Linked DNA regions of Pan troglodytes: regions 2 and 3 are each linked to region 1. The links are chromatin contacts, called in public HiChIP or PLAC-seq maps. All regions are on one chromosome and are shown on one strand. Each heading gives the region's core, a stretch centred on a gene start, on an enhancer-like site or on the middle of the called end of the contact. The rest is flanking DNA. Distances are from core to core; before and after follow the strand shown. Region 1 holds the start of LRFN1 (leucine rich repeat and fibronectin type III domain containing 1). Region 2 holds the start of FBXO27 (F-box protein 27). Region 3 holds the start of FBXO17 (F-box protein 17).

Evidence for each region. HiChIP or PLAC-seq counts read pairs in DNA pulled down with a chosen protein or histone mark.
Region 2: an H3K4me3 HiChIP or PLAC-seq map of stem cell-derived excitatory neurons shows a contact between it and region 1, with 2.9 times the contacts expected there. The contact joins the promoter of FBXO27 here to the promoter of LRFN1 in region 1. A contact is called at or near these places in 1 of 7 Hi-C or Micro-C datasets (stem cell-derived neural progenitor cells) and 1 of 1 datasets of contacts at active chromatin or transcription factors (stem cell-derived excitatory neurons).
Region 3: an H3K4me3 HiChIP or PLAC-seq map of stem cell-derived excitatory neurons shows a contact between it and region 1, with 2.9 times the contacts expected there. The contact joins the promoter of FBXO17 here to the promoter of LRFN1 in region 1. A contact is called at or near these places in 1 of 7 Hi-C or Micro-C datasets (stem cell-derived neural progenitor cells) and 1 of 1 datasets of contacts at active chromatin or transcription factors (stem cell-derived excitatory neurons).

Annotation. Positions count from the first base shown.
Region 1 is chr20:42,458,640-42,461,581 of NHGRI_mPanTro3-v2.0_pri, forward strand. LRFN1 (leucine rich repeat and fibronectin type III domain containing 1) reads right to left here and starts at 1,456. Exons shown (of 5, transcript XM_016935906.3): 1 at 1,337-1,456.
Region 2 is chr20:42,164,650-42,167,349 of NHGRI_mPanTro3-v2.0_pri, forward strand. FBXO27 (F-box protein 27) reads right to left here and starts at 1,423. Exons shown (of 6, transcript XM_054673428.1): 1 at 1,338-1,423; 2 at 699-1,088; 3 at 5-116. The coding sequence starts at 1,062.
Region 3 is chr20:42,107,664-42,110,375 of NHGRI_mPanTro3-v2.0_pri, forward strand. It overlaps FBXO17 (F-box protein 17), which reads right to left and starts at 1,443. Exons shown (of 6, transcript XM_016935882.3): 1 at 1,282-1,443.

The DNA of each region.
Region 1 (2,942 bases), core at 206-2,705:
ACGAGGCTGATCCACACTGGAACACGCACACAGGCACAAAAAGATCCACCTTTGCAGACACGCCAAGATGTTCACTCATAACAGACACATGCTCACACAACAGTCCTGTGATTTACACACTTCCAAATGCATAGAAAATACTGAGCCACAGTAGCACAGTCAGTAGACAGGCCCAGATTCACACTCACACAGTCTTGGACACACATTCCTCCCAGCCCTGAGGCACCCCCCCACCACCCCACCTACTTACTTCCCAGGCCCAAGAAATCCTAACATCCCTGCAGCACATTCAGCATCGTGCCCTCCACACCCCCAAAAAACCAGGGCACAAGCCAGGCCAGAGGTCAGAGTTCAGCAGGTGGAAACTCAAGAGGATTTGGGGGTTTGAGTCCTAGATCACGGTTTCAAGGAGATCCTCCCACCAGCAGCCCCAAAGGTTCCCCAGCCTGGCCATCAGGATGGAGGTAACTCTGGCTCCGTCTGCAGATGTCTGGCCGGTGGGGGAATTAGGGTGGAGTGGGTGGGGAAGGGCCGGGTCTTCGCCCCCCAACCCCCACCTCAGGGCCCATCTGTCCACTTCTCGGCCTCTCATCCCCCCTCCATCTGTCCACCTCCTGGCCGCCCATCCCCCCCCCCCCCGCAACCACCGGGAAGGGGAAGACATGGCCGCTTCCCCCAGGACCGCTAAGGACCCCCCAGTTGACATGGACCGAGGGAGCGGCGAACTCCCCTCCCCCAAATCCACACCGAGGCCTGGACCCACAAGGCGCCGAGCCTCAGCCCCCAAGCCAGCAACCTGCCGTGGACTCACAGATATACACCCTCGGAGACATACAACCCACAGACACACACACACACACACACACACACACACACACACACACAAATGGACACCCGAGCGGGCACACCCGGCTCCACAGACCCGGGGATGGACATCCAACCCGGACACAAACACCCAGAGCAGCTAGTCGCGCACGCACACGGGCTTGGGGGGGGACCCACACCTGGGCACACAACCCACGCACACACACACCTGCACACAGCCCCTCCGATGGGCGCGCGACAGCGCCCAGACACACAGCCGGAGGGGCGGCCGCTCGGGGGGACACGCGTGCACAGCCGGACACGCCGGCCGGGCTCGACACCCCGCGCACACCCGATGGCCACACGGGCAGGGCGCCGCACACGCCGGCACCGGGCACACACAGGGCCGCGCGGGCGCACGCCGGGCCCGCCGCAGCGCCGCGGACACACACTCGCACGCTCGCACGCTCACACCCGCGCACACACCCGCGCCCCCGCCCGCCGCTCCCGGGCCTCTGCGGGCCGCGCTCACCCAGCCCGGGGGGGCCCCGGGCCCGGCCCCGCCGCCGCCGCCTCGCTCCGCGCCATGGTGGGGGGAGGGCCGGGGGAGGGGGCGCGGTGCCGCGGGGCCGCCTCCCTCCCGCCTCCCGCCCTCCCTCCCGAGCCGCCGCCGAGCTCCGCCCTCCGCGCCGCCCGCCGCCACCGCCGCCGCAAGGGGGGAGGGGGCGCCGACTGGTGGGGGCGGCCGGGCGGGGCGGTCGCACACCCGGGATCCCCGCCCCGAACCTGCCGCAGACCCCTCTCCACTGCGGAGCCGCCGCGGGCCCGCCCCCGACCCTTCCCCAGCCCCACCCCCAGCCCCGCCGGCCTCCCCCGAGACCCCCCCCAGACCACGCCCCAACTGGCCTAGGGACCCCGAATCTCCCTACAGAGACCTCCCATCACGTCCTAATACCCAGAGGGACCTCGGATCAGGCCTCACCTCTTTTGAGAACCCAGGCGATGTTCTAGGGCCACCCAGGACCACAAATCATGCCCTGCTCTCCTGCTTGACCTCAGACTATGACCCACACACTGTCAGGAACCCCAGACCATGCCCCCAAACCCAGAAGAATCCCAGATCATATCCCAGCATCCAAGGGGATCCAGACCACCCCACCAGCAACCCTAAATCATATCCCAACATTCAGATAGACCCTCAGACCACACCCCTTCCCTCACGGACCCCAAATCATACCCTAACATCGGGGGAGACTTCAGACCATATGTCAGCCAAATCCCAGATGGTGCCTGACTCCCTTTGGGGACCCAAACCACATTCTACAGCCACCAGAACCACAAATCATATTCCACTCCTTCTTGGGGACCCCCAGCCATGTCCTTCTACCCTCAAGGACCCTAACCCATTCCCTTACCCCCAGTATGAACTCCAAACCATGCCTAACTTCTAGGGGGCCCTAAAACGTCTCTTATCCCTATGGAAGACCCTTAAACTTTCCCCATGAACCCCATTAGACCCCAAACCATCTTCCACCCCTTTGACCTTACACCTTTCTCTCTCCTTCTCCTCCAAGACATCCTTTGGTTTCCAAAACTCCCCAATTAGCCCCAATTTTTTCCCACCCCCTACTAGTCCTGCCCCCTTGAGGACCCTGCCTCCTTCTTGCTCCAATTCTTTCTTTTGGACCCTGAAAGTCCCCCCTCCCTGTGACTTCCATAGAGCCCAGAATGCCTTGCTCCTTCCTAGTTCAGACCCCTTTGCCCATCCCCTGTCCCATAGCTGAACCCCACCCCTTCCCTCAAACCCCACTGAGTATCTCAGGCCACTCTCCTTCTCTTTCTGAGATATTCACAGGGTCCCTAAACCCAGCAACTTCTCCCCTAAAAATCTGTGTTGTTTCATGCAGTGCCCCAGATTCCTGGGGTCTCAACCCTTCTCGTTTTGGATCCCACTGTACAGAGGTCCTCCTCTAAACCCCTTTCCTAATTTTTTTTTTTTTTTTTTAGACAAAGTCTCACTCTGTCACCCAGGCTGGAGTAGAGTGGCACGATCTCGGCTCACTGCAATCTGCACGATCTCGGCTCACTGCAACCTCCACCTCCCAGGTTCAAGCAATTCTCCTGCCTCAGCCTCCCTA
Region 2 (2,700 bases), core at 173-2,672, 290 kb before region 1:
TCACCTGAATGAAGTCACGAAGCACGTCTGAGAAGGGGCCCCAGGCACGGTTGTCCTGTTTTCCTCCACCACCCAGCCGTCCCCACCGTGCTGCACCATCCACTTTCGGAGGCCTTCTGTGAAATAAAAAAGGCTTGTGCCCAAGTTCCAGTCGTCCGCCTGTTGGTTCCTAGTGAGACCCCGCCCCTAGCCCCTCCCACGTGCTCACAGTGCAGCTCACTCACCTGACCCTTCCCACCGAGGCCCCGCCCCCTTCCCCTCCCACCAGCTCAGGGCAAAGCCCCGCTCCTCTGGCCCTTCTCGCTGATTTGCAGCAAAGCCCTGCCCCTCCAACCCCTCTCTCGGGCTCCCAGAACTGCCCCACTCCCACCCCTCCCACAGGCAACCGGTGAAGCCCTGCCCAGCCAGCCCTGCACCCTGCGTGCCAATGCTGCCTCGTCCCTCCGACACCTCACACCTGCTCCCAATGCTGCCCCGCCCCTCCGGCACCTCCCACCGGCTCCCAACGCTGCCCCGCCCCTCCGACACCTCACACCGGCTCCCAACGCTGCCCCGCCTCTCCGACTCCTCCCACCGGTTCCACTGCGGCCCTGCCCCTGCGGCCCCTCGTACCGGTCCCAGTGCGGCCCCGCCCCTCCGGCCCCGCTACCGCTCCCACTGTGGCCCAGCATCCTGGACTTCCTCTTCCGAGATCCCACCTTGGCCGCAGGGGTTGCGAATAAGGTTGCGTCCGATGGGTCTGCGCGCGCAGAAGCGGCCCAGGGGGCAAGGCCTGGCGTTACGGGCGGGAGACTGGCAGCTGCGGGCGAGGTGCAGCAGCGCGCGGCCGGTGGCGCCGTGGTCGCGGGCCAGGATCAGCAGCCACAGGGCCTGGCCGTCCACCAGGGCTCGCCAGCCCCGGCACACTTGGCGGCAGCGCCCGAGCAGCGTGCGCGGGGGGACGTGGCTCAGCACCACCAGAAGCAGCTCCGGGGGTAGTTGGCTCAGGTCCAGCGCCTCTTCGGGTTCCGGCTCCGGCGCGGGGACCCGGGCGGCCCGGCCCCTGGAGACCGAGGCGCCCATGGTCCCCCCGCCAGGCCCGGCTGTGGCTGCGGGAGAGGAAGGGTCAAGGCGTCAGGGACCAGCAGCCTCCGCGGCGCGCAGCCTATGCCTGCCCTGATTCTGCCAGCCGCACCCCTATCTTCACCATCCCTGGGCCCCGTCCCCAAGTCCCCATCCCCCAGCCCGTCCTTGATAGCCCCGATATCCCGGAGACCCCGCGGTCTGTGTGTATGCCCCGAATTGCATGCAATCAGCCCCCCTCGGCGGCCGCACCGACACCCCACCCCAAGTCCTACCCCGGGGCCTGGCGGCGCTCCTCGCCGGGATGCCCTAGCTGTGCCGCAAGCTCCCCACGCCCCTCTGCGTCCTTTTTACTCGCCGGCCCCTCCCCTCTTACTAGCCAGCTTCACCCACCCCTGCATCCTCTTTCTTACTCGCCAGCCCCTCCCGCCTGCTCCCTCCCGCTCTCCAAACCCAACCTGCTTCCCGCGACGGGGCCAGGTGCAGCCAGGAGCCAGGGTCTGCCGCTCACAGCCGTCCCCTCCAGCTGGCCTCCAGCCGGCCCCTTGAAGTGTCCCTAATTCGTTAGTGGCAATGAGACGTCTGGCTCTGAGCAACCATTGTTATTTTGGTCAGGCTTCTGAGTGGGAGGCCTCGTATCCGTTAACGTGTTAAAAAATTTCCATCACCTTTAAGGTCGGGCATAGTTATCTTCATTTCACAGGAGAAAACAGGCTCCGGCTGCTAAAAATTAATGCAACCAATAGTAACACCAGCCAACTTTTATGGACGGTTTTACTGCCAGCCAGGGTGGCAACCCCATGAAGTAGGTGCTGTTATGCCCTTTACTTCACAGGTGAAAAAACTGAGACCAGCAGAGGCCAAGTGGCTTGTCTATGATCACCAGCTAGTAGGGATTTGAATCCAGCCAGCCTAGCTCCGGAATTCCTCATTTTAACCTCTAGATCAGCTCTGTCCAATAAAAATACAATTGTGGCTGGGTGCAGTGACTCATGCCTGCAATCCCAGCACTTTGGGAGGCCAAGGCAGGCGGATTGCTTGAGGTCAGAAGTTCGAGACCAGCCTGGCCAACATGGTGAAACCCCGTCTCTACTAAAAATACAAAAATTAGCTGGGCGTGGTAGCACGCGCCTGTAATCCCAGCTAATTTGGAGGCTCAGGCAGGAGAATTGCTTGAATCCGGGACGGGGAGGTTGCAGTGAGCAGAGATTGCACCACTGCACTCCAGCCTGTGCAAAAGAGGGAGTGAGACTCCGTCTCAAAAAACAAACAGAAAAAAAAAATTGTGAAAGTTGATCATCTGAATTGGATCCTTCTTGTCATATCCAACTAAAACAAAGTTGAGAGGCCGGGGGGAAAAACACTTAGGGCAGATACCATTGCTCCAAGAATGTGATTCTCTGCAAGCCTGGCTGTTAAAACTGCCTGTTGTAACCTGGAAGCAGTCTAACTGGTACTGAAAAAACCTGCCGTGACTCTAAGACTAGTTTTTCCCTCTGCTGTCGCTTACCAGTCAGAACTTGCCAGCTCCCCAGAACGTTGCTAGTGTCAATGAACTTTCTTGCAAAACAATACCTAACATTTCTGTTTCTTATAAAAACCTCTAACCTCTTTGTTCTTTGAAAGTTCTGAAGACCG
Region 3 (2,712 bases), core at 193-2,692, 350 kb before region 1:
CCTGACCTCAGGTGATCCGCCCGCCTCGGCCTCCCAGAGTGCTGGGATTACAAGCGTGAGCCACCGCGCACGCCTGGCCTAAAAATATATTTTTTAAAAAGAAGCTCCTTAGCCAAGCCTTACAAAAAGAGAGTCAACAGATACTAGGTATATTTAATGGAACAATAAATACAAGTTAAAAAAATTATTTTATGTTAGAAAAGTAGCCAATAGAGAAGCCGAAAGTAATGTCCTGACTATACAAGGAGGTGATTATATAGGGAGGAGGAAAACCACGGAGATGATCAAAGTTGTCTCCTATTTTTAGCAAGGGATCCATGGACGCGTTGTCTAAAAGTTGATGAAATAAGAAATAACAATCCAAAAATATGCTGTAAAGATTTGGAAATAGATACGAGGAATAAAAAGTGGAAAAAGTTAAAAACGAGGCACCAGCGATCACGAGTTACTTCTTGCCATTTTTGAAAAGTAATGTAGTTAACAAAAAAATGTATTTGGCCGACAGGGGTTGGGGGCGGTGGTGAGGGAGAGGTTGTTGTTTAAAGGCGTGTTGTTTTCCATGCAAAGCTCTGTCCTGTCCTACGTGTCTGAGTGTCGTGTATTACTGGAACATTTTTAAAGAAGTATTATTTATTTTACAACTAGGCTCCCATAATATTTGTCTTTCAAAATATGGAGTAAATAGACGCTGTCTAAAGTTGAAGAGGCAGTATACAGAGCTTTAGAACATATCACTGAACATTGCAAAAGTAACTTGGCAGAACAAAATTTAAATTGAGGGTTGGGGCCGCAGCGAAACACATAATGTGCCCAAGTTGCTAAATCGAGAAACCGCCCTCCAAGGCTTCTGATTCACAGATTCTGCGAAGGGACTGACGGCCAGAAGACAGAAAATCCAGCAACGGTAAAAAGCGGCCTGGCCTTCCCCGGGCTGTTGCGCCCACGTGTTGGTTTGCAGCGTTTGGCAGGGGTTTTGGATGGTGGCCTCCGCGGACGAGCGCAGGGATGGAGAGGCCTGGGCGTTCGAACACCCACGTTCAAAGCAAAGCCCTTCCAGATTTAGGGCTTTCTAACGTGCATTTGTATAACTTTGGGTTTAAAGGAGCCTCAGGCCGAGGGAGGGCCCGGGGAAGCGACGCTGCGGGTTATGGGACTCCCAGGGACCCGCCCCTCCGGGCAGGGCCTGGCGCGGGAATCCTTCCCGGGGCGCCCCAGCTGTGGGCGAGAACGGGACTGACGCTTGGGTCCCGACCTGGGTCCCCTACCTGTCCCGGCGCTCACCTGGCGGGCTGCTCGGAGGCGGCAGCGGCGGGCTAAGCTTCCCTTTCCCACTTTGCTCTGGGAGGCAGTCGAGGGGCTCCCCGTGATCGGCGTGGCCCAGGGGGCCCCGGGACCGGCGGTCTGGGCGGTCGGTCCTCTCCCGGGGCGTGGCGGCTGCAGCCCGGCGCCGGGGGCGGCGACTCTGAGATCCAGCGGGCGGGGGCGGGAGGCCGCCCCTCCTCCGGCTGCGGGGCCCAGCGGGAGCGAGGGCGGGCGGGGGAGCTGGGAGGGCTGCGTGCAGCGAGGGGGAGGCCCAGTTGCCGCGAGGCCGGCGGGGAGCGGGGCCAGCCCCGCGCCCCTAGGATCCGGGGCCCACCCCTGGGAGAGCCACCTCCTCTGGGTGTGCGAGTTCCACATCCCCAAGACGCCCCCGCGGGGGGACTGGTCCTAGCTCCCCACCCCCACCCAAATTCCGTTTCCTTCTGGTTCTGGCCTCCTGCTTGCGGCCGTCTCCACCCCTCACATCTATGGGATCCTGCATAGGTCCACGGTTGGTAAACCGCTTAGCTGTGAGCCCGACCCAGGGCCTGATTCGAAACACTTGGATCAAAGTCCCTGGCCACAGGGATTTTCTTGTATTTACGTTGCTTCCCAGGGCCAGATTCTCAGAAGCCCGGGGCTGATCTTAAATTAAATCCCTTCACCACACGCACTCTCTGTGGCAATGACAAACCTGTACCCTTCCACCTTAGGACTCCCCTGTCCTCCCCATCCCCCCAGCTATAGACAACTGAATTAATCCGGAGGTTCAGTTTCGGTCAGGCTGGGGCCGCGACCCATTTTCTCCCTTTACCTCTGCCCTTGGGTCTTTGCAGTCCCTTCTGATGGCCCTAGATTGCACCAGGGACCTCAAGGTGACTGATCTCAGACACCCCAGAGCTAGTTTTCTGGAAGCCAGGCCTCCCCCACGCTGGTAAATCATTCTCCAGGCCCACTGGCTCATATCTGCCACTGTGCTAAATGCTTTGTATGCATGACCTCCTCATGGACGCCTCTCCCGAGAAACTGAAGTCCAGAGATACCTGGTCTGTTGCACGTAGTCCAAGTCGCTAGCTTGGAGGGGTCACACAGCCAGAGAGCCTGGATTCCCTAAAGCCCCTTCCCCTAGAAACCTCAGCCAGGCCCCACAGCGCCATCGTGAGGACGGCGTGAGACTGCGTGTGCAGCGCGGAGCACAGTGCTGGACTCAGAGCCAACGCTAATTTGACTATTACATTATTTGTAACAACCGCCTTTGAAAGCATTTTCTGCTGTGGGTTGTAAAATTACTGTATTATTGGTAGAGTTTTTAGCACAGATCCACACGCAGTTCCTTATGTGAAAGGCGTAGGCCTAGGTTTGTTTTGCATTCCGGATTTTGGGGGGGTTATTTATTTTATTTTATTTTTTTGA